Linked DNA regions of Arachis hypogaea: region 2 is linked to region 1. The links are chromatin contacts, called in public Hi-C maps. All regions are on one chromosome and are shown on one strand. The core of a region is the stretch at or near the end of the contact, and the rest is flanking DNA. Distances in the headings are between cores, read along the strand shown.

Region 1 (5,846 bases), core at 1,012-3,511:
TTATTTATTATCTATTACTTCAATATCTTCTATACCTATATTAAAAGGGATTTGACTACAAAATATTACTTTGAGGAATCAAATATATGTAAACTATCTCTCTTAAATATTAAAAATAAAGGCATATAATTGAGGTCGTATTATTTTAAACAATTATTTTTTTTAACAAAATGGAAGTATGGGATAGTATAGTACTCCACCTCTCTACTAATAACTAGATTAATAGGCATATTAATGTCCATTAATTCATAAGAATAATGATGATGACGCACTTTGCTTAAATTGATGATAATATACATCTTTCTATTAATATTTTTTAAATATAATTTAAAAAATTAATTAATTATATATGAAGAGTAATTTAATTAAGTAATATATAGAAGAGACAAAATTACCATTTTTACTCACAAAAGTTGAAAATGTTGACACATCTATTCATAAAAAAAAGAAATTACCATTTGTATCCATGAAACAAGAATTTTAACTAACAAAACTATTCAAATCCAAAAAGATTATTTGAAATTTTCAATTTACCCTCTAATATAACCCATCTCTAACTTCCCTTCTTACTCCGCACCACCACTTTTCCAATTCCAAACTCTTCCTCACCGCCACTCTCATCCCCAACTACCACCATCACTCAAAACGCCTCCCGTTCCTTCGACAAACGTTCTAGAAACAACGACGCTAACCCGGTGCCTCTAGTCTTCCCTCGTTCCATATCTCCCTACGTTTTTGTTGGAAATCCGATTATCCCACCGCGTGAAACTCCTCCAGTGATGCTCACGACTGACTCTTTTATAGCACGTCTCAGTTAAGTCCAACTTACACTGGGAATTCCAAGTTCGAAGGCGAACTGAGACCGTCCAAGAAGCGATTGAACAAGTTCTGAAAATTCTCGAATCTTTTCAAGACTAGATCGGTATCAATAGTTGACCCATTAGGAACCGAAAAAGCTTCACCGAATTGAATTTATAGAATAAAAATGGAAAATGAATAAATTAATACCAAGGCAGTATTTGTCCTTGTGTAGCCTATGCGGTTGCCTTGGTTATCCTCCTCAACGGTGCCTAGGGGCGCAAATTAGCGATAATCCTTCCATGTTCATGGTGTTTGTTGATGTTGCTCAAGACTAGAGTATTATTGGAATCAGAATAAATTGAAATTTTGCGAAAATTTTAGGTTGGTGGTTGCAGAGTGGGGAATTTGGGGATCTGAGTGCAATAGTAGAGTAGTGCGATAGGCTAAGAAACTAACGGCAATGTTGAAATCTAGAGTTTTGGATTTGGGAATGAAGAAGGAATTAGACCCACCAACGCTATGCTGTTCTTCACCCACTCAAGCTTCCTCTATTTCGCTCTACTGATCCAATTTTACATTTTTATTGATCTATTTACTTTAGTTTGCATTTTTGATTAAATTTCTAATTTCTATGATGCAACACAAATTCGTACTATAGTACACTTGTAGAACACTTGGAGTTCAAAATCACAAAGACTTGCCTCCGGAGATGGCAGCGGCGAAGCCGCACCTCTCCGTCGCAACATCGTTTTGTGCTAACCGGTCCAGAAAGTTTGCAGATTTTAGATGGCGGCAGTGATGGTAGTAGTTGGAAATGAGAGTGGTGGTGAAGAAGAGTTTGGGTAGTGGTGCGATTTGAGATCAGAAAAGCGGTGGTAAAGATAAGGATAATTTAGGATTTCTTTAGGTGATTTTTTAGTATTTGAATAATTTTATTGTGCAGAATTCATATTTTATAGATATAAATAATAATTTTTTTTTTCTATGAATAAATATATCAATATTTTTTATTTTTGTGAATAAAAATGATAATTTACTCTCTAAAAAAATCATAGGTTTAAATTCCATTGTCACGATATATTAAAGAAAAAATCGAAGCAACAACAATTATTTTAAAACCAATAGAGCATAAAGTGAAAGTAGTTAGTTGTTGATCATTTGGTTCAAGTGAACATGAATATTGAAACTTATTACAAGCTTCACATGTGCTTGCATCTAGAAAGCAAAGGATAGGGCACACGTGTATGAACCCATGTGCCATCTCATCCCAATGTTTATTTTATTTTTATTTTATTTTGACGTGCATATGTTTATGTCTATTAGTCTTGACAAGGTAGGATATATATAAATATAATAAATTAATAACAAGTGTTGAAAGAATCGTTCCTCTAACTATGACCATAATCCTTTGATTGGATTACATCTTTGAAAAGGAGAATACAAAGGTATTTGACCTAATTTTAGGAAATTTTCTTCAGAATCATGTTAGTTGGGTCCCCACTCTCCATCACTAAGTAGTGGCCTCAACACAATGCTCATGTCATTGGCATTAATTAGGATTAATCTAATATTTTTTTTTCTTTTCCTCATTTGAATTTACATCTAAACTTATAAAGGAAAATTATTGTCTCATATATGGATGACTTATACTGTCACCCACAATTTGGCTACCACATCTTAGGCTTGTAGCCTTGTCATCATCGACCATGATTCTACCAACATACATATAATGATCATATATTATATTTGATGATTTGAAAGATACCCAACAAATTATATATATGAGAAAGAAAAAGGTTTAGAACAATAATCTATTTATCTTTTTTTTCTTTTAATTTATTTATGTCACAAATTTTTTTTTAAAATTTAAGTTTATATATATAAAAAATAGATTTAATAATTTTATAACATGATATTAGATTTTCTATAACTAAAAATTTTTAGAATTTTATCATTGTTATCTTCTAAATAAAAAATAATATAAAATAAATTAAAAAAATAACATATACAACAAATTTAAATAACTTTAAAAGAAATTATTATATGAATAAATATAATTATTCATTATTTTTTATTAGTTTAGAATTTTAAGAAAAATAATATTATCACAGTTCATTTGTCAAAATCAAATTAAAGTTAGTGTATTGGCATCACTTTGATGCATAGATCAACTATTTAGTTTTATTTATAAACTAATAAGTGTTGACAGTACAAAAACTTAGTGTATAAAAATTATTTCTCTTAGAAATTATATATATATATATATATTGAATACTTCATTATGAGGGCATAAATTAAATTATAAGGTCAGAGAAAAATTAAAGTTTGGTGGTGATATATATGTTTGCATAGAAGATGACAAATATCTGGTTTTGGTCACACTTAAGCGCATGCTCCATCTTTAGTTGTCTAGCTCAAAAAATACAGAAACGGACAAAAATTAGTATCAAGAGGTGTGTATACTTCTTTTCAATCCCAGTCCAAAATTGAATACTTAAAAAAAATAATTTAATTCGAAATATTGAGAATTAATTTGCAACATACATTTGCCCAAAATCAGGTTTAAAAAAAGGGAGGGAGGGGGGCTGTGTTTTCCCACTTTCAAAATAAAAATGGATTGGTAAACAAAATATTTTTATTGAAACACTGAAAAGACTAACTACATGCAAAGTGTTTTGATTAGTTCGGCAGAAGAACACTGACTGTGATTAATATATTGAAGCGTAAAAAAGTATACTCACCGGAATTTTGCTTTGTTTTGGAGAGCCACAACTAAAAAATTATTAGATATATTAGTGTACAAAAAAAGCACCAAATTTTTCAATTAAGAAACATTTTATTTTGTAAGATTCCTCCAGAAGTGGTTATACAAAACAATGAGTGCTAAAACACTACTACACGGACTAATCAGATTAGATTTGACCAAAATTAAAATTCCATCTACACTAAAAAGAATTAAATTGGATTGAATATATACACGTTTTTTAATTTTAGATTTAGATCGAATTGGACCATACATGTAGATGTGAGACATTTTAAAATTAAAAAATAAAAAACAAAAACTTTGATTCAAATTTTTTTATTAATTTTTGGTCAAATTTATGATCTATCGGATCGAATAGGCAGATTTGATATTAATATCCAATCGGGCCTGCTACACATACAAGTATGCAAGCATCCAAGTTGGCCCAGCCCAAATCGAAGACACGCGCATAAAGAAGCATAACATGGCGCGTCAAAATCACGCGCTCAACACAAACGGTTACGTATGGCAGACTCTTCCACTTCCTCCACTTCTTCCACTTCTCAAAACGCTTCGAAAACAAGGAAACGCTCCCATTTTCGAGCAAAAATCAAAGTTCAAAATATACAAATCGTTGTTCAAAACCTCCATCAAAACAACATCAAACTCTCCGTGAAGAATCTGAAGAGAAAACAAAGCAACAACACTCAACGTAAGTTCATTAAGATTACTGTATATTCTACTTTTCTTCTACGTCGTTCTTCTAGGGTTTACTGGGCTATTATTCTTGCTTCTTTGTTACACTGTTCTAAGTTCTACATCGTTCTTCTAAGTTCTACGTCGTTCTACGTTCTTCTTCTAAGTTCTCCTGCTACTGTTGTTGATTTTTGGGGGTTTATTCCGTAGATTGGGGGGTGTATACTGCTTGAACTTGTAATGTGGCTTGATATTGAAGCATGTTTGACTGATATCTGACTGATATATATGAATGTATCTGAATAATATCTATCTCACTGTTATCAATGGGTGTATCTGATTCTTACATATGGGTGTATCTCACTGTTATCAATGGGTGTATCTGACTCATATATGCGTGTATCTTACTGATATCTCAATTAATTTGATATTGAAGCATGTTTGAGTGATACCTGACTGATATATATGGATTTATCTGAATCATATCTATGGGTGTATCTCACTGTTATCAATGAGTGTATCTGAATCATATTTGTGGGTGTATCTTACTGTTATTAATGGGTGTATCTGACTCTTATATATGGGTGTATCTTACTGATATCTTTGGGTGTATTTTTTGTTTCAGATAAAATGGCAGCAAGAAACCAAACAAAAGACCTTAAGTGTGCCACACATCTCCTGAGTGATAAGTTCAGAAACATGACTGAGGAGAAGAAGGCAATTGTCAGGGATCTCGGATTTGGTGGGTTGATGCACGTCCCACCTCTAAGGGTGGATCACCAACTCTTAAGGGAACTGGCAAACAACTTCAAACTTGGGGAGAACAGACTGAAGACAGGATATGGTTCTTTCCAAATAACACTAAAGACAATAGGTGATGCGCTTGGCATCAATGCAACAGGTAACTATAGGTGTATATTAAGTTCATGATTGGGTGTATTTAAGGTTGATGCTTGGGTGTTTTTGAACCGATTTTGATACTTTGTTGTTTTCTTTTTTGTAGGAAATCTGTTTCCTGAGAAAGTTGAGTATAAGCAACTTTCTGATGATGACAAAATAATTTATAGAAGATTCCAGGGTAAGACCCTCAAAAGTCTTACCGATGAAATGATGGAAATAGGCGTTGGCAGCGAAGAGGAACACCTGATGTTCAAGAGGATATTCATCCTCTACATACAGATGGCGTTCCTTTTGCCAACGACGATAAACAAAATATCGCCCGTGCACCTCGCCCCAATTTTTAAGATGGACGGCATATCGGAGAGAAACTGGGGGGGGGGCATGTTTTGACCTTCTTGATCAAGGGCATCACAGACTACCAGGAGAAGAAGAAGAAGGCAATTGATGGCTGCCTCTTTGCCCTCATGATAATATACTTTCATCTTTCTGAAAACAAAGGCAAGAAGAGGGCTGAAAGACCACCAAAGCCTTGGATTGCCAACTGGACTAAGGAGCAGTTGGTGGAAAGAATGACTGCAGAAAGAGAAGAAATTTTGGTAAGTAAACATAATATGTTGCTTGTATTTTATTTACCTGAATGCTGCTAGCTAAAATATCTCATGTTTCAGGGGATTGTGAAGATGGCGGAGACAAGAGCAAGAGAAAA
Region 2 (5,846 bases), core at 1,835-4,334, 57 kb after region 1:
ATAACTCATTCAGCACTACAAGAAAAAAGGCCTATGGCCACGCTTTTTTTTTGCTACGCTTTAAAAGCGTGGCCAAAAGTGGTCAATGGCCACGCTTTTATATGGGTGGCGATTAATTAGAGATTTGGCCACGTTTTTTCTTGCTACGCTTAAAAAGCGTGGCGAAAGGGGTCTATAGCTACGCTTTTATGAGGGTGGCAATTGATTCGAGATTTGGCCACTTTTTTTTTGCTACGCTTAAAAAGCGTAGCCATAGAGAGAAACCGGCACGCTTTTGAAGCGTAGCGACAGAATTTTATTATTGTAGCGCTTTTAAAGTGTAGCTGTTTCTACAAGTCTTTTGGCACGCTTCAAAAGCGTGGCCAAAAGGTTCCCAAAAAAAGTTTCAAAGAACTCGCGCGCGCTTACTCCTAAAGACCTAAACTCTTTCAGATAACCCTTCAATTTGCCTCAGCCCTAACTCATTCAAAGACCCCTAAGCTCTTTCAGAGAACTCCTTCTTCGAACAGTAACCCGTTCAAAGAACCCAAACCCTAACAGTCTCTTCATTGTGCCTCACCCTCACCCTCACCCTCCGCTCACTTGCCGTCGTAAATCCTCTGTCGATGCTCCCTCCGCTGCCGCTCCCTTCCGTCGCTGCTAACCCCTAACCCCTCTGCTGCAGCTCTCTCTGGCACTGATCCCTTCCTCGTGCAGCGGCCTTTCCATCGATGCTTCATTGCTGGTTTTAAGAGCAGGTAAACCCTAAATCATTATCAGTGGTGATTAGTGAGTGAGGATTTGCGAGTTGGTGACGAGTTACTGAGTTAGGTTTTGAAAATTCGCTCATCCATGGCTCGGAGCTTGTCTCGTTCGCGTTCACCTTCCCACAGAAGAAGATACTCTCGTTCCCCTGGTTCTCACCGTCATGCTCACTCTCACTCTCGAAGGGATCGAACATCCTCAAGGTCCTCTATCAATCTTCTTCTTCTGCAATTCCATTTCCAATCTCTTGGTTTCTGTTTCAATTCTGCTTTTGAATCATGGGATTAGTTCCGAATTTTCAGGAGAAGAAGTCGATTCCCTAGCCACAGGCGCCGCAGAAGCAGAACGCGGTCACCGTCTTCGCCAAGGCGCCGCACAAGGCACAAAAGCAGAAGCACTTCCTCGCCCTCTCCTCCTCCTCCTATATCGCGCAATCCCTGTTTCAGTTGCGAACCATCACAAGCTCAGAAAAGACGAAGAAGAAAAGAGAAGGTAACTGATTTTTGTTATTTATCCCTTCATTTATTTATCTATTTTGTAGTTTGTGTTCGTGATTTTGTTCCTGAATTGGTTGATAATTTAGTGTGTAATGTTGGTGAGAAAATGTGAAACGAAGAGAATTCTAGGTAGATCTTTTGGAATGAATTTCCTTCTTCTCTGAGGGTAAGTGATGCCAATTTGAAAATGCAACAGGTTAATTTCATTCTTTGCTACTAGCTTTTCTGAAGGAAGCTACTGCCTTGTCCAACTTGTTTAATAGGATGAAACAATTGCTGCGCATTTATCTACTGTCCCACTTCAAACATTTTCGATTATGCCAAGCTTATTCCTTGTTGTGCATGTTAATTACCTTGACTTTTATTCCATTGCTTTACTTTCAGTTTTCTCCTTCTAATATATACCATATTTCCTCCTATTTTTGTATGAACGGCATGCAAATAATGTGTTTCTTTTTGATAAATAATTTTGATCAAATAATGCAGGGTTTCTTCTATAAAGACTGCTGAACCTACTGTTAATGGTATGAATTTGTTGTTTTTAATTATAATTTTTGATCAAATATGAAGTGTGTAGTTGAGTTGCTTAATTTCATTAGATAGAGAAACATTCTTGTGCCTCTTTATTCAATAGCTTTTGAGAGCTATGATGGTTCATGATATGGTGATATTCAGAACCTTTGTGATAAAGATTTTTAGAGTTTGATCCTTATTGTCCCAATCCTAAAATTGTATTTTAGCACAATATATGGGTAGACATCTGCATTGTCCATGCAATAAGCCCAAAATAAGTGGTTGTGAGGGGCATGCATATTAGATATACAAGTATTTACATGCCTCTACTGAACAACTTCAGTTTTTAGAAAAGTTGCTTCAATGATAATTTTTACTAGTTTGAATGAATTGATATAGGTATTTGATTACAGGCTTATGATAGTTGTAAGTTCTATTAGGCATTGAAAAAATTTGGTTTGGTTTTCGTTGTATAGGTGGAACTCATGCAATTCAAGAAATTCCAACAGGATTGGACTTGAAGAGTTATTCAGAAACCCCCATATCACCATCAAAGTTGTTTGAAGTAGTGCTGATGACCTGCAGACACTCAACAAAAATCTTCAATCGGTAATTGATGCTTCTTCGAAAAATTCATGCTGTGTTCTGTGTTTACTCTATGCTGAGATTGAACTGGAGCTGTTGCATTGCCTTTAACTTGACCAGAAAAAGATATGAACTCTGAATGAAATGAATTATATTCACTGTTCAATGATTCAACTCAATCAGTTCCCGCGTTCATTTTTGTTGACTTGTTAACTTTCATTGATGCAGATTAAGAAATCGCCTTGCTTGGATGCAAAATTATCAGACATATGCCACTGGCACATCAGCTGCACCAACCTATCTCCCTGCTCTCCAGTTCACCAATAAAGAGCCAAAAGGAAATGTGCATGAATTCAACCTCATTGATGGTGGTGTTTGTGCCAATAATTCGGTATATATTATTATTATTATTAGAGTTTATTTAATTTTAATATACTGATTTTGTAAAAAATTTTATATGGTCATCTATTTAGATTTTAATATTGTCCCCACAACCAAAAGAACGAGATAAAAATCTGAACTGGGAAGTTAACTCTTGTGTATAGTGGTTATTGTCTTGGCTCATAATCATTGATATTATTTTGACTTGTGCAAATTTGTTGTACTATTAAATTTATGCAGGTTATGCCCCAGCCAAGAATGACTTTCTATTTGAGAAGGTTTGTTTCCAGAAATGGTAAGGGTGGGGGAAGTCAATTCTTGAGGATTTTTCAGTGTTAGGTTGTCCCACTATTTTATTGCACAGATGTGTGGAAGGGCAGGGCGACCACCATTTGATGATACAGGCTTGGTTATAATCATGACAAGGAGAGAAACGGTGAACCGAGCTACATTTGCATGCATTTTTTACTGTCCTCCTTCTCTTAATCCTTTGAGTGATCACTTCTCTGTGTTATTGTCCTATATAATGCTTTTTTCACTTTTACTCTCCCAAAATTCAATTTACTCTTTTTATTTCAGGTTCATTTGTATGAGAATCTCTTAAATGGATGTGAAGTAGTGGAATCACAGTAAGGCTGCCTCTTTCTAAGTTGAAGAAGGATATGATGGCCATGTTGATCCTGTTATGTAAACACGCTACATTTACGGTGGTTTCTCATTATGATATTTTCTTCAAATAGATTGCTTCCATGTGTGACGGAACATTTACTTGCGAAAATAGTTCAACTGACAGTAACTGATATTACAAAAGCAATTGAGTGGTTGCAATGCTCATACTTGTATGTTAGAATGAAAAAGGTATGTAATTAAGAATGTCTTTCAGATTTACGATTGAGTTTCTCCAATTTGGTCTGATGAAAATTTTTATCTGCAAGCAGAACCCTGAGAACTATTCAATTAAGAAAGGAATTTCTGGTGATCGTTTAGTGAAGCATGTTCAAGGTGCAATTGTTGTCCTACAGTTGAGCTTATAACTTTCTATTTTTATCCCTCTCTTTCTCCAAGGTTTTTGTTTTCCTCCTATTTCCCTTCATTAATTATTGAAGCTATGTTATGTTAGATATTTGTGTTAAGAAAGTTAACGAGTTATCTCAGCATCAAATGGTAGAGATTGATGAAGATGGTTTCCTCTTGAGCCCATTAGGTATGTTATCTTCAAGTATAATTTATTATCATGCTATATTTACAGAAATTAGAATCCAAACTGGTTGCTGATATTTCCTTTTCTACTGCAGATCCTGGGAGGCTAATGACAGTATTATTTGAGATTTGATACTATGAAACAGATAATGAGGACACCTGAAAACTGCTGTCTAGAAGATGCACTTCATGTTATTTGCTCTGCAGAAGAAATTGCTTGTGCGGATATTCTCATTAACTGTTTTAGTGTCTAATGCAAATATGTTTCTTCATTAAGTATTGATATAGTGTTGTACCCGTAAAATGAAGGGATACAGCTAAGACGCAATGAGAAGAACTTTTGTCATTTGTTGCTGGATAATTTTAAGGCTGGGAGTATGTCCCATAGTTTTATCATGATTCTCCATAGAGCTTTGATTTCTTGTATGAATAGAGCTTTGTCTAGTCATTGTTTCATTCAAAAGCAAGCTTATTCTAATGAAAACCAACAAGTTTAGTCTCTCTCTCTCTCTCTCTCTCTCTCTCTCTCTCTCTCTCTCTCTCTCTCTCTCTCAGCGTAGCCATATAAACCTCTATTGGCACGCTTTAAAAGCGTAGCCATAATGTACAGTAGCATAAACAGCCACGCTTTAAAAGTGTAGCTGTATCTCACAGCTATTGGCACGCTTTAAAAGCGTAGTCATATCTCTTGCTATTGGCACGCTTTTAAAGCGTAGCCATATGGTATGTTATTGGCACGCTTTAAAAGCGTAGCCATATCTTGCTATTGGCACGCTTTAAAAGTGTAGCCATATTTGACACATTTGGCCACGCTTTTAAAGTATGGCGATCTTTAAAAATGTGGCAAAAAAAAAAGCGTGGCGATAGGTCACCAAAAGCGTAGCGATAGAGCAACCGACACCCTTGCAGTTGTGACCCTTTCAAAAGCGTGCCGGTAGCTCAAAAAGCGTGGCAAAAAATTATCGCTACGCTTTTTTGGACTTTTCGCCACGCTTTAAAAGCGTAGCAAAAAGCTTGTTTTCTTGTAGTGCAGCCAGCATTAGCATTAGCATTTCTCTAATTTGCATGTGCATAATTTCACCTTACCATCAGTTAAGGAGAAAGAGCTATAACCGTTAATATATAGGGTTAAGTACGATTTTGGTTCCTAATGTAGAGATCGAAAATTTATTTTGTTTTTTGTCTCTTTTTGGCTATAAAATGGTCCCAAAAGTTTAATTTAATTTTAAAATCGTCCTTTAGACGAAAATATCATTCCCTCTTCTTCCCCAAAATCAACCAGAAATAGAGGCGCAAAGGCACAAACAAAAACAAAAATAGAAACGGAAAGTAGAAGCAAAAAGCAGAAGCAGAATCAACAACAACGTAACAATAACAATGGATAATAGAATTAGAGCAACAACAAAAGCAGAATCAGAAGCAAAAGCAAAAACAAAAGCAGACAGAAGTAGAAAGCAAAAACAGAAGCAACACCAATGAAACAACAACAACCAGACCAGAATAACAACAACAACAATGGATCATGTATACAATTAACCATTTTCTAAAATCCAGTAACAGAAAATCAATATCCAGCTAAACTAATCCATAATCAAACCAAAAACAGAAATTGAAAGTAAAATGATAACCTGAATTATGAAAATAGAAAACAGAAAATGTTCTTCTTCTTCTTCTTCTTCAATGAAATCAGAAACAAAAACAGAAGAAATAGAAGTGAAACAGTATCGTCTTCTTCTTCAATGGAATCAAAAGCGTGAAACAAGTTTTCCATGGGCTCAAATTGTTCGCAGCGCCCAGCCCAAATCCACCGCCGAGACTCCGCAATCGCCGCCGCCGCCATCGTCTGCCTCTTCTTCCTCCCTTGCCGCCAGCGTCGCATCAGTCTCAGACCAGCTGCCTTCTTTAGATTCTTTGTCACCATAGGTC

Evidence for each region. A called contact is a pair of places that touch in the nucleus more often than the background predicts.
Region 2: a contact with region 1 is called in a Hi-C map of leaf, with 2.5 times the contacts expected there. The contact joins the promoter of LOC140181254 here to the enhancer-like site in region 1. A contact is called at or near these places in 2 of 8 Hi-C or Micro-C datasets (both in leaf).

What each region holds. Positions count from the first base shown.
Region 1 is chr18:15,197,615-15,203,460 of arahy.Tifrunner.gnm2.J5K5, forward strand. No RefSeq gene overlaps it. Among protein-coding and RNA genes, the nearest start is that of LOC140181677, 3.7 kb to the right of the region's middle. Within about 2 kb of position 2,262, at least 2 of the 3 cell types and tissues checked have open chromatin away from gene starts, as enhancers often do.
Region 2 is chr18:15,253,905-15,259,750 of arahy.Tifrunner.gnm2.J5K5, forward strand. LOC140181254 (DExH-box ATP-dependent RNA helicase DExH17-like) reads left to right here and starts at 3,085. Exons shown (of 6, transcript XM_072224780.1): 1 at 3,085-3,156; 2 at 3,300-3,349; 3 at 3,461-3,578; 4 at 3,659-3,722; 5 at 3,841-3,924; 6 at 4,016-4,053. The coding sequence starts at 3,085. The coding sequence ends at 4,053. It overlaps LOC112772316, which reads left to right and starts at 421. Exons shown (of 9, transcript XM_025817234.2): 1 at 421-737; 2 at 811-947; 3 at 1,047-1,236; 4 at 1,728-1,765; 5 at 2,231-2,363; 6 at 2,568-2,730; 7 at 2,961-3,578; 8 at 3,659-3,924; 9 at 4,016-4,421. The coding sequence starts at 908. The coding sequence ends at 3,059.